2 separate regions of the Hordeum vulgare genome follow, and region 1 is linked to region 2. The links are chromatin contacts, called in public Hi-C maps. All regions are on one chromosome and are shown on one strand. The core of a region is the stretch at or near the end of the contact, and the rest is flanking DNA. Distances in the headings are between cores, read along the strand shown.

What was found. Hi-C and Micro-C count contacts between places; a contact is called where the count stands out from the background.
Region 1: a Hi-C map of leaf shows a contact between it and region 2, with 4 times the contacts expected there. The contact joins the promoter of LOC123411149 here to the enhancer-like site in region 2. A contact is called at or near these places in 3 of 6 Hi-C or Micro-C datasets (leaf and seedling).

What each region holds. Positions count from the first base shown.
Region 1 is chr7H:431,296,915-431,303,003 of MorexV3_pseudomolecules_assembly, forward strand. LOC123411149 (succinate dehydrogenase subunit 6, mitochondrial) reads left to right here and starts at 2,395. Exons shown (of 4, transcript XM_045104085.1): 1 at 2,395-2,679; 2 at 2,770-2,872; 3 at 2,988-3,131; 4 at 4,059-4,384. The coding sequence starts at 2,515. The coding sequence ends at 4,072. It overlaps LOC123409312 (MADS-box transcription factor 26), which reads right to left. Exons shown (of 7, transcript XM_045102250.1): 4 at 5,657-5,759; 5 at 5,538-5,579; 6 at 5,408-5,449; 7 at 4,884-5,299. The coding sequence ends at 5,138.
Region 2 is chr7H:430,992,904-430,999,589 of MorexV3_pseudomolecules_assembly, forward strand. No RefSeq gene overlaps it. Among protein-coding and RNA genes, the nearest start is that of LOC123410158, 76 kb to the right of the region's middle. Within about 2 kb of position 3,013, at least 3 of the 3 cell types and tissues checked have open chromatin away from gene starts, as enhancers often do. A contact at or near this core is called in leaf and seedling, where this site is marked.

The DNA of each region.
Region 1 (6,089 bases), core at 1,145-3,644, 300 kb after region 2:
TTGGTTGCTCAAGTGCTTAGAGATAGCCACCAAAAATATTCAGTCATTCTCCCACAAAAATCTCTGTCCCAAGCCAAAACAGAAAGATTGGTGCCACCAAGTTTTCCCACTCGGCCCTACTGATTTTCCCATCGACAGATCCTTTGCCAAACCCTGATCTCTTGTTACCACCAAGTTTCACATCAGTGCCACCGAAAGACAGTCACCAACTTTCTGGTGCCTCCATTTCAAGAATCGAAATTTCTGAGATTGAAATTGGTACCACCGATATTTGGAAACTGCCCTAGGTCATCGTATCGGTACCACCGAGATTCATATATCGGTCTACCGAGAATTCAAAAGTTGCCACATTTAGTGCAACTCGGTACCACCGAGATTATTTCGGTGTAGCCAAGTTAAGAAATAATATTACAACGGTTGGATTTCAGAGGATGCCTATATATACCCCTCCACCTCCTCTCACTCATAGAGTAAGTACTCACAACACACACACACACACACACTTGCGATATCCATTTTTCCGAGAGAGAGCCACCTACTCATGTGTTGAGATCAAAGAGGTTCCAATCCATCCATTTGAAACTTGATCTCTAGCCTCCCCAAGTTGATTTCCACAAAATCAATCTCTCCCACCCATGCCAAATCTGTGGGAGAGTGATTGGGTGTTGAGGAGACTGTCTTTTGAAACACAGGAGCAAGGAGTTCATCGTTCTACCACATATATTACCTTTTGGAGGGTGGTGCCTCCTAGATTGGTTAGGTGTCGCTTGGGAGCCTCTTACTTTATGTTGTGGAGTTGAACCAAGAAGTTTGTACGGCCAAAGATATTTCCTACTTCGTGAAGATCTACCATGAGCGAGGCTAGTCGTGTGTGGACGTAAGCCATGGTGGAATAGACAAGGTCGCTTCTTCCTGGACCCCTTGTGGATGGAGCCCTCCGTGGACTCTCGCAGTTGTTATCCTCCATGGGTTGAAGTCTCCACTAATGTGGACGCACGATAGTGCCACCTATCGGAACCACGCCAAAAATCGTCGTGTCAACCTTTGCATTTGATCTTCCTTCCCTATCCTCTACATTACATTTGCATGTCTTTACTTTCCGCTGCTATACTCTTAGATATGCATGTGGAGGGTGAAATTGACTAGTCATAGTTTCTAAAACTGACCCACAACTAAAATTGGAAAAAGGCTAAGTTTTTATTTTTAGTCAAGTAGTCTAATCACCCCCTCTAGACATACTTCAGATCCTACACTTGTAATAAACAATGTAACTATATCGATATTGCAATAAACGAGTCAAGAGGCATTCTTTGCAAAAGAAAACTAAAACATTTGAATCAACCGCTGATCAATGCGCTTCATAAGTCGCCTCTCACGCGCTACGTGTCCGCCAGCCCCATGATCGAGTCGCTGATCTTCTTCCCCCTTTATTCTTTCCTTTCCTTATCTATTTATTGCAGAAAGAGTTGGGCTACTCGTTTTTCTCCTCCTTTTTATTGTTCCCACAACACATCAAAACCATGCCAACGCCATCGCCTGTCACCCTGCCACCGCTCGTGTTATTGCAACACCTACCCCTACACGCCACGCTCTACACATTTGTCACAAACCATCGCCCGCCTCACGTCGTTGCACTGCTGCTCCACTATAGCTCCAACAAAGTAGCTTGCGTTGTCGTCACAGGTGTTGCATCGCAGCTTCCGCTATGGCTACCATGTGATGCATCGCAGTATCCACCGTCATTGCCAACACTACAATGGAGCGCGCTCGGGGTTGCAATGGAGAGTCGTCGGGGTCGTTGGAGCTCTATCGCGACTGCACTAGCGCTTCGAAGGAGCTGTAGTGGAGCTTCGCCAGCGACTCGATGCAGCATCGCCGCCAACTCCCTGGGGAAGCTTTGGTGTTGCATTCGAGTGCTTGCGAGCGGTTCCATTGCAGCTCTGGATGTTGCATCGCAACGCTCGCGAGCAGTTAGACATAGTGTTTTGGTATTGCAATGAAGCTCTTGTCATGACGGCTCTCTGGTGCTGCAATGGTCGTCAGTAGAGCGGTGATGCAAGATCGAAGCAGGGGAGGGGATGTGAGAGAGAAGGGCAAGCATGTGTTGACATATCTAAGGGCTCAAAGAATGTATCAGATGGCCGACGACTCGACTGATTCGCTTGGAAATCAGTCGATGATTCCTAGCGATATCTACGATTTGTATATTCTTTTAAGTTTTTCTTTAAAGACAGTATGTTCTTTTGAGTGGTGCACGACAATTTGTAAGGTTAGGTAAAAAAAAACAAGTCATCCCCGTAATTTCATGTAGGCCATTCTGGCCCATATGGGTTGTATCCAGCCCATTTACTAAGCTTATGTAGCCAACCCATGTAGGCCATTCTGGCCCATCTGGGTCTTAGCCAGCCCATCTATTAGGCTTCCTTCTCTAACCTTTTCCCCAAGGAGAGAAACGAGAAAGGCTCACCGTGGAATCGATCGAATCGTAGCGAAGCAGCGGCGGCGGCGGCGGCGATGGGGATCGGCGAGCACTTTGAGGGCGTGAAGCAGCACTGGGCGCGCAACTTCGCCTTCCTCGACTACTTCAAGAAGGTCTACGGCCGCGATCAGCCCCTCCCCAAGTGGTCCGACGCCGACGTCGAAGAGTTCATCGCCTCCGACCCCGTCTACGGCCCCCAGGTATCTCCCTGCCCTGCCCTGCCCTCTCCCGCAGCCCGATCCCGATCCCTCTCTGCTTCCCCCCTCTAAATTACAGAGATTCGTTTCCAGCTCAAGGCACTGAGGGAGTCCAGGAAGTTCGCGCTCGGCGGGGCCCTGGCCGGCGCCGCGCACCTCGGCGGCGTTGCCTTCAAGTACTCCAAGAGCCCGCACGGTACGGAAAGTCTCTCGATCGGTCTTGATTCTGGGTTTGCACGCGTTGTCGTTGCTGCTGTGTCTGATGGCGATGCGGTGGGGATTTGATCCGTGACTGACTGCCTTGCCTGCAGGTGTCGTGCTGGCGACCGGGTTCGGAGCGCTCACTGGCGCCGTGCTCGGATCGGAGGTGGCCGAGCACTGGTACGAGCTCTACAAGATGGACAAGCAGGGGGCCAACCTCAGGTTCATCTACTGGTGGGAGGACAAGGTCGCAGGTGTGTTGCTTTCTTCTGGCTTCGTGTCACATGCTACTCCTGTTTATCCTCATTTTGTGATTCAATTCCAAAGGGCAGCATGTTAGTACATGTATGCCATGCCACTTTGTGTAAGAGAACATCATAATAGTGGTTCCATTGGTTCCTATGCAAAAGTTTTGACTCAGAGGTGTTGATTATACGCCAGTTGAGTGAATTTAGATTCTGGGCTGCGATTAGCCGTTTGAGTGAACTGGCAATTATGTTGTGTTGGTAAAATGTTGTCTTGAGTGAACTAGGAATGGTAGAAGGATAGGATGTGGCTGTATCCATGATGATACTCATTAACATGCAAGTCGTCATAGCATGTTTCGTTTGGATGGACATGTTTCTGTTTAGCTCTCATGAAACAATTATATTACATAATAGTGACTCATGTAATATGGATTGTCACGGCGGTCAAGTGTCTGCGTACAGCTGCATGCCAATATCTCATTGGGTTTTGCGTATCTCTGTTTAGCTTTCTTAGAGCATTATATGATGATGACTCAGGCATTGTGATTGTAATTGAGTGACAGTACGACAATGTTCCATTTAGCTTTCTTAGAACATTATGGGATAGTGACTCTGGCAGTGTGATTGTAATTGGGTGATAGTATGACAATGTTTCATTTAGTTTTGTATGTTTCTGTTTAGCTCTCCTAGAACATTATATGACAGTATCTCCAGTAGTGTTGATGTAAAGGTCTTGGAGATTTATCATAAAGTTATTTATGTGAATTAGGAGTATTAAGGTATAGGATGAAATATGATTGTTAATTCAATGATAGTACTTGCTAATGCACCATTGTTGATGGAATTGCCTGCATGAAAGTATTTTGTTTACTTCTGCTACCAAATATTTCATGGTTTATTCTAACCTTGCTGCAAATGTTCTTCTCTGAGCAGGCCAGAAGAACTGAAGAAGACTTCTGCATAAGGTTGCACCTGTTTCAGCTTTACTGGTTTGACAAGAGAATGATGTCTCCAGTTTGGGATTTGTAGTTTCTACTTCCTAGTCTTTTTCCAATAAGGTGCATATTGGCAATCAATTGGACAATGTATTTTATTTTCTCTACTATGGGTTTGCTCCCAGTTCTCTATGATGTTCATCTTTGCACCTACGGAAAACTAAATGCCAGTACTTTTCAGTCTATCAGTAATGACTATTCTGCAGGTTGTAAGTATTCAATGACCTTAAAAATAATATAGGGGATGCCTACTTCTTTGAATCATTTCCAACTCAGGTTTCCAGTTATGAATATGAGCCTTGAGGCCTAATGCAAGTGAGTATGGTTCCAATTGCATAGGAGAATTCTGGAACCAGCTTTCCTGACTTGATAACTGCGTATTTCTTTGGGTCATTATTTCGATGCTGTGTCATGTTGTAAGTATCACTGCATTTAGTTGCCTGTGAAACTATCTTGTATCAGCATTTCATAGGTATCAACACTTCTGTAAGTAGGCACACTCACTTATCCGAAGTTTAATTAGGTGGTGCTTTCTAACTCAGCTGCCACTGGATCTATCCTTGGTACTTGGTTCTGCATATGCCTCATCAAATTATCTGATACTAGTGATTTTCCAGCAATGGTTTCTCATGCCTAATGCTAACAGTTTCTGTTTGCATGTCACTTAAACTTAACGAAACAAACTGATATCATGCATCAAATAAACAATGTGTCATGTAAAAACAAGTTACTCAAGGGGTAATAAGCTTGCAACATCTCGGTATTCAAAGCAACACACAAACAAAGGTCTTGATTATGTGAAATAGCAACATCAGAGCTCCTCAAGAGTTCTTTAGGTAATGTAAAAGCACAGTGCAATACAATACTTAAGGCCTTAAGGGCACTCCTGAGGGAATATGGCCGATATAAATATTACAGAGTAGTACCAGAGCAAACCCATACATAAAGCAAGCTTTGTTAAGTATAAATAACCACCATATTACACACTAATAATAGTCCCTCAGGGCGTTATTACCATCAGAAGGAATAGCCCATCTCTGAGCCCCTACAAGTAGAATAGCCACTCAGTATAGTCAGTGGGTTAGTGATCTCCTCTATCAGTGGGACTGTACTAAAATGCCCATTCTGCTGATCTGCTATAGTCATGCCTACGTCGATCAGTCCATGCTGTTCTACTATCTGCAACCAGGAACACAATTTTTGTATCAGCAACAATTGCTTGCACGGCGGTCCACAACACAAAATCTAGTTTGAAGTTCCATGTGACAATATACGTACAATCGGTACCTTTTCCTGGAGAATTTCGTTGGCAGCTTTCAACATGCCTTCCTGCATATAAAGAATCCAACTCTACTTTCAGTAAGTTGTCAATGATAGTTGGGTATTTATAGATTTGAAGTGTTATTAATTGACTTGCCTTGCTCTTTAGTGCCTGGATCTCTTGAATCATTATCTGCATCTGTTAGGCAAGAAAGTTTTAGTGTCCAGAACAGAACAGTTTCTCTTTCAATAATTTATAGGCTTCCCGTGAATTACCTTTGCGGAGCGGATGTTGAACATCCATATCTCCAAGTACCTCTCCAGGGCATTCAGCTCGTCAACATTCATGTGTTCATTTGCCCTGTTCCCGTAAATGTACCTGCCATGGTTTTTATTTTGTCAGGGTTAAGTCTGAGAGTTCATCGAGGTACCTATCATAGTTTTTTTTTAACAATCAACAGTTCTGTTTGGTTGGCAGAGATGGAGCTCAACTAAATGTAAGAGCAAAAGTAGGTTTCTAAGTCTGTGCTACTGTAAGTCAAGTTTGTGTTGCTTTGAGATGGTTCTGTGCAAGTAAACAGAGATTTCAGGGTTATTAGGGTGGCTTTAAATGATAAACTATGTTGGCGCTTATGAAATAAAACTAGACATGCTGGAAAGATGCATCATTTTGCAAAAGTCGGTTTCTAATTTTGTGTTACTTACAGAC
Region 2 (6,686 bases), core at 1,763-4,262:
TAACGCACAACCAAGGGTCAGCAGAAAAACCAATTTTTGCCCCAAGGTCACCCCGAAATGCAGCCAAATACTGAAACTGGGTGTTCGAGAGATGGACTTGGTGTGGAGGAGACGAGATTTTGCGTTGGAATCTAGATGGGATGGATGCACGATAGGATCGTGACCACGATATCAAAAGTCTAACCCTAGAGTCGCCCGTCGCTCGTGGGGACAAGAAAGTTCTACGGTGCACCTGGAGTCTTCACTTATGTGAAGGCCAAGATTTTATACTACACATTTTGTTGCAAAGCAAGGGATGTACTACCAAAACTGATAATATTGTTAAAGAACAAGGTTGCACAATTTTTCGAGAGTAATTGAAAAAATGGTACATCATTTGAAATCAAAGGACAAAAATATATAACTAAATAGACAATGTAACCATGATGTCATGCAAATATGAGAGTTTTCGAAAGAAGAATACACGATTATTTTTACTAATATAAAAGGAGGAAAATTCCCTTCGACGTCGATGCTGCATGTGACATTTTTTATCCAAATGTAGCAATAATAGTTTAGGTTCACAAAAGTAGGCCATGCCATTGAAGATACCTTCCGCTTTGTGAAGTCATCCGGAATGCTAAGATGGAACTTCTTTGCTGTCTTCCCGGGACCGCATAGGCGTGATGTGTCCTTGCAGTGTGCATTATATGAATGAAAACCCTCAAATCAACTAGAAGGAAAATGAATTCACGACGATTTCAGTCGGGTGATTATTAGGGACAAACGGACTCGGATAAGGGATAAGCGAATATTTCAGTAAATTATTTACCTAGTTCTCCACGAGAAAAACCCCAATACCATCAAATCCCCAATCGGGCGGAGCTGGGTCGACGGCGAGCGTCATCGAGAAAGTCTTTGCAAAGAGGCAGCGGCAGGCGGTAGTAGCAAAATGCGGTGGGGTTTGGCGGTAGCCTCCTATGACGAAAAGCATCGAGCTAAATGGTCTCCGCGACAGTAGGCGGTGACATGCAGATTTGAGGAGGAGTGCGGGTGCGACTGGTATCTCTGCATGTTCTCTCACACATTCGGAGGTACTCGTCCCACGAAAATGCAGTTGTGCCATATGCAAGCATCCTGTAGTGCACTCGTGCAATTTTGGTAATAAGAGCATCTAGTTCTTCCCATGACATCATTCTTGAAACTAAAAGTCTTCGTAGGACCGGATGCCATTGTACAGGGGTTCAAAGTCATTTTTGCATCCGAAAAATGCCGAAGAAAATTTAACATGAATAGGGCATCAGGGGAAAAGTAGTCGTTCATCAGCGTGAAATGCCCTCGTGCCATGTTCCAATTCGACACTCAATGACCATTGATCGATCCCTTGAAATTAAAAAGATGCTCTTCCACACACTTCGTGTCTACAAGGACTACTTACATCTTCGTTGTTTCATTGGCATAATCCTTCTCATTGGACGAGTAATTGGTACACGTACTCATGTTCGAATCCGTTGCTTCAAAGAAGGAATTAAAAAATACTATGGAAATTTCACCAAACAGTTGCCGGGTTTGGTGACCCCACGGCAGCATGGGCGGATGATACCTGCACGGCGAACGAACGAGAGGTGTGGAATGATGGTGTAGGCAAAATGGTGTGAGGGAATGGGTGGTGCGACGGAAGTCACGAAGGTCTAGGAAGGGCTTGGAGGGCGACGAGGGTGGTACAACATCTGAGTCTGTGAGGGGGAAAGCATATGCGGGGAAAAGGGAAGGGATGGAGACACGAGGTCCGGGTATTATTCTGGGTGTGTTCGATGGAGTCAAGGTTCTATGTGGATGTGGTCACAACTCCTACAAACCCCCTTGTTTACTCTGGTTTGCGGAAAAGCGGAAAAAACGACAAACAGATTGATTCGCGGATTGTTGCAGAACAGTATTGAACGCAAAATTGCGTCGAGATAGAATGGTGTGGAAATTTGCTAGCGATTTGAGGATCTGCTTTAGAAATACCCTCACTCCTTATCACTGAATTTGACACGCAAATCATTCGCTATTGTTATCTGACCCAGCAAACGTTACTGATATATTCACGTCCAAGAAAGAAATGGAAGCTCCTATGGGGCACCTTCGGTGCCACTTGGGGAACCGACGCTTGTAACGCCCCTTCTCGTGGGCTGGCCCATGTAGAGTGTGGTTGATTATTCAAAAAATGTGAAAAAAACTGGAAAAGGAAAAAGCTTGTGAATTCAAAAAAGTTCACGGGTTTTGAAAAAAGGTTTAGAATTTTGAAAAAAGCTCATCGAATTCAAAAAAAAGTTCATTGCATAAAATTCAGTGATTTTAAAAATGTTTAATGCTTTTGAAAAAAGTTCAACACTTTGAAAAGAGTTCACATATTTTGAGAATATTTCATAGAAATTGATTTTTTATCTAATTTGAAAAAAGTTCATCGGAATTCAAATAAAGTTCATGGATTTGGAAAAAAGTTCATCAGATTTTTAAAAAAATAATCAATTTTTTTTAAAGTTCACATATTTTGACACAATTTATCAGGTCAGGAAAAGAATAAAAAGAATGAAAAAGGAAAGAATAAAATAAAATTCGTTAAAAGGTTAGCACATCGCGCTGGGTGTCAGGGTGGTTACTCCAGCCAACCTTTGACGAGTTGAGTCCTTACAGGCGCACTCTTTTTTTTTTGGTTTTAACAGAAAAAGGAGGAAATCAAATGGGTTGATCCTAACTAGCACGCCTGTAGATGTGAAAATGCTACACTTACGAAATCAAGTTACGTAGCCTAGGAAATTTCTAAGTAGGTGTACCGAAGCCCCTGTAGGTGCCCATTTGCAGAAACAATGAAAACTCCCCTAAAAAATATTAATAAGAACGGACGTCTACAGCACTAACTAGAAATCTCCGAAAGAAAGGTAGTCGGCTGATAGTGCACTCGAGGGAACTGGGCTATACACAGGCCCATTTCAACCCATACACACTGTGAATCCGGGAGTAAGATTAGGCCCACCAGTAAGTTATGACCCAACGGCAAAAAACCGCGCGGGCTGAGCCCGAAAGGTTGCAAGTAGACATGTGGCCTACAAGACATTTGAGGCGTGCGGTGGAGTAGCAGGCACCTATCTTTCGCTTCCGGGCCGACCACGCACCGCGATTCTTCTTACTTTTTCGCAGTGCATCGCGTGTAGTGTACGTCGTCTGGTAGTCAACCATTCAACCCGCAAAGAAACCCCGAAAAAAAAGAACGGCTTTGCTGGGTCAATCTAGCCAGCGAGGCAAGGCATGCACAAGCACAAGAACCGCACATGCACGTGCACGCAAGTGGAGGAAAAACTATTTAAGCCCCAAGGCGGCGTGCGGCGGGCCGGCCGGCGCGCGCACCAACTGGACCGCCGCCGCGTTACGCACGTACGCGCATTCTTCTGGCCCGGCCTCGCACCGCACGAATTCAATCAATTAATCACCATTGTTATAGAGGTTCTCACGTGGCTAGGTTGCTTTGTGGCTTGTCTTATTGTTTTTGACATGGGGTTAGACTAAGAAAGCTTATAGTAGTATCATAGTAGGCAGGATGGATGTGTGTGATGGTTGTGAAAGTTAATCCTTGTAATCAGGGCCAGTCCTGAGATTTTAGGGGCCCGGGACAAAACAAAGTCTCAGGACCTCTTAACATAAACATCATGACATTAAAATTATACTTTTGCTAAACGTCGTCGACGACGATTTATTTTGGCTCAGCCTACAACGCCCACGAAGACCCTTGGAATTACTAGTGACGGGGAGTTGAAGGTTCATAGTTGTTAGTGTTATGGGGTCACCGATGCTAGAGAAAGGGTCATTAAAGTGATGGTTTCATAGGTGACCTCCCAACAGGGGAGGAAGTGACTCGGGTAGATGCGACAGTGGCCGGTCCTAAAATTTCAAGGGCCCGGGTTTATATATCTAAATTGTTATCAATATATGCATAGTTAGACATTTTAAACAATAATTACTCTTAATTTTTATCAATGAGGTGCAAAACCAAAATGTCGACCTAGTTTCATGATATAATCATATATACATGATTATATTAAGTACATCTCACTTTTCTTAAGATTTTGACTAGGAAGTTTCATGCATTGTATATTTCATTCTGTCAAAAAAAAAGTTACTTGTACTGCTCCTGGTAGCGCACATCTAGAATTAACTTCAAAATTTGCAACATTAAAATTAAATTGACCAACTAATTAGATTAAGTCCACCATGCATTTTTCAATTAATTTCAGCTTCGCTATCATCATCCGTCCATGGATCGAGTCATTCCTTCCCCTCGTCTTTTATCAATCTAAACTTAGCCAGATTAATTCCGTAGCTACTCTAATTCACTAGCTCCCGGATGATGAATCAAGAAGATGATTACCTGATCTGTTGTTCAAAAACTGCCTGTTGGGACGTATGATACTGTCACTTCTGTCCATGGGGATGAACATGAAATCTCTCGAGTGGCCGTGGTAGGACGAAGCAGCGGGGAGGCCTTCGAGGGAAGAGGTTGTGGCGGCGGCGGATTGCCCCTAAGATTGCGGAACTTGAGGACTCGTCTGTGATATGTGGTGGCTAGGTCGATAGCTAATGTTATGGTGCGCGCCTACAGAAATCCCACCAAGAATCTAGTGATCGCTGATTTACTTATCCGAGATACTTGCTCCCTGTACGCAACTACATGTCCATGCCCTAATCTAAATTAGCTCAGAAATAATAATTTCATGGGCCTAATAATACAAAGAGCACACATATGAGGGGGGGCCTCTATCTCGGGGGCCCGGGGCGGCCGCCCCCTCTGCCCCCCGTGGGCCGGGCCTGCTTGTGATTAGCATTGTACTGGCCGAAAAGGCCTTGCATCCGGCTTCTTTACCGCTTCTTCTTTAATAATACGATACGCATGTTTATGTGTATTAAAAAAAATCATCTCATCATGGTTGTCTTGAGAAAAATAATATGTATCACCTCATATGCTTACTGACGCACAATGATTTTGGATACGGAACATCCACATTCCAAACGTAGGCTACAATTGTTTCTCTTGACGCGTGACACCTTTGCGTATATTTTCTAAGGCTGTCTATAATGGGAGTATCATAGGTAGTATCATGCATGCTAACTAGACAATTTTCATGAGGTGGCATAGAATTAAATGAAGAAAGAGAGGCTTGAGTATCATATCATGATGCCGTATCATATTAAATGATGTGCTACTATGTGTCTTGCATGACAATAAATGAACTACCATATGATACTATGCATTACGGATGTGGTATCATACACTAGTATCATATGCATGATACTATTATATGATACTATCCATTACAACCAGCCTAAATCACCTCATACACGTATCATCCAATCAACTAAGCATAAAGGAGAGAGTAAGAGGAGGTTGACCAACCGGCGACCTGGAGGAGGACCGCCACCCTAGACTCAGAAGCTAAGGCTGGTCGTAATGGAAATATCATAAATAAAATTATGCATGACAATTCAACAATTTTAATGAGGTGGTACAGAATTAAATGAAGAAAGAAAAAATTAAGTATCATATTAAATGTTATGTTACTATGTATCATGCATGGCAAGAAATGAATTATCCTATGATACCAATATATAATAGTATATGCATTATGGATGTACTATTATACATTAGGATTATATGCATGATGCTAGTATATGATACTCGCCATTACAACCAGCCTAAGGCCATCTACAGCCGGATAGACAAATATGTCCCCTGGACGTCCGTGGACGCGTCCGGTACGTCCGCAAATGCATTCAAACGACTTCTTAGATTTTGTTTCGTTCATCCACATATCTCATATCTGGACTCTTAAATTCATGCAAATCATGTATGCTGATCACACAAATCATTATCGCATGTAAAGAACAAATACTGTATTGAACATAATGAATAGTTTTTACATACACTTTTTATAATGCACAATCAATCATCTCCTCTTTGGTTTTTATTATGGGTCCATATATATTTTATCAGATCATTGAGTAGTTGCACGTGCAACTCATGAATCTCAAAGATTTTGAAGCATCTGCAAAAAGTTCATAAGCTGAGCTGCATCTTGATCTTTCGGGATTTCAACTTGTTCTCTAGGTGCTTCTAAATCATTGGTTTGGGCTACACCATCACCCTAATCCTCGACAATCATACTGTGCAAACAACACAACATGTCATGGGCTTCCACAAAGTTTATTATTCCCACATCATTGCAGCCCCATGACCAAATCCCCAATGTGCTTGCAGCACTCTGAATGCCCTCTCCACATCCTTCCTAACTGCTCCCTCCATTGATGCGAAGTGCTTTTGTTTTTTGCCCCGTGGTTCGAATATGGTCTTCACAAATGCAATCCACTGAGGATAGATGTGCCATCGGCAAGATAGTATCCCATGGTTTAGTCTTGGTCGTTGACGGTATAGTTGCACGACGGTGATTCCCCATTGCAAAGCCTCTTAAAGACCAATGAGCGTTGAACCACGTTGATGTCGTTGTGAGAACCCAACATTTCAAAGAAAGCATGCCAAATTCATAAGTCATGTGATGCAACCGGTTCTAGTATGATGGTTGGCCTCTCTGGTGTGACCTTGATATATTCCTTGCAAACCTTTGGGGCAATTCTTCCACTGCCAGTGCATGCAATTAATTGATCCCAACATTTCT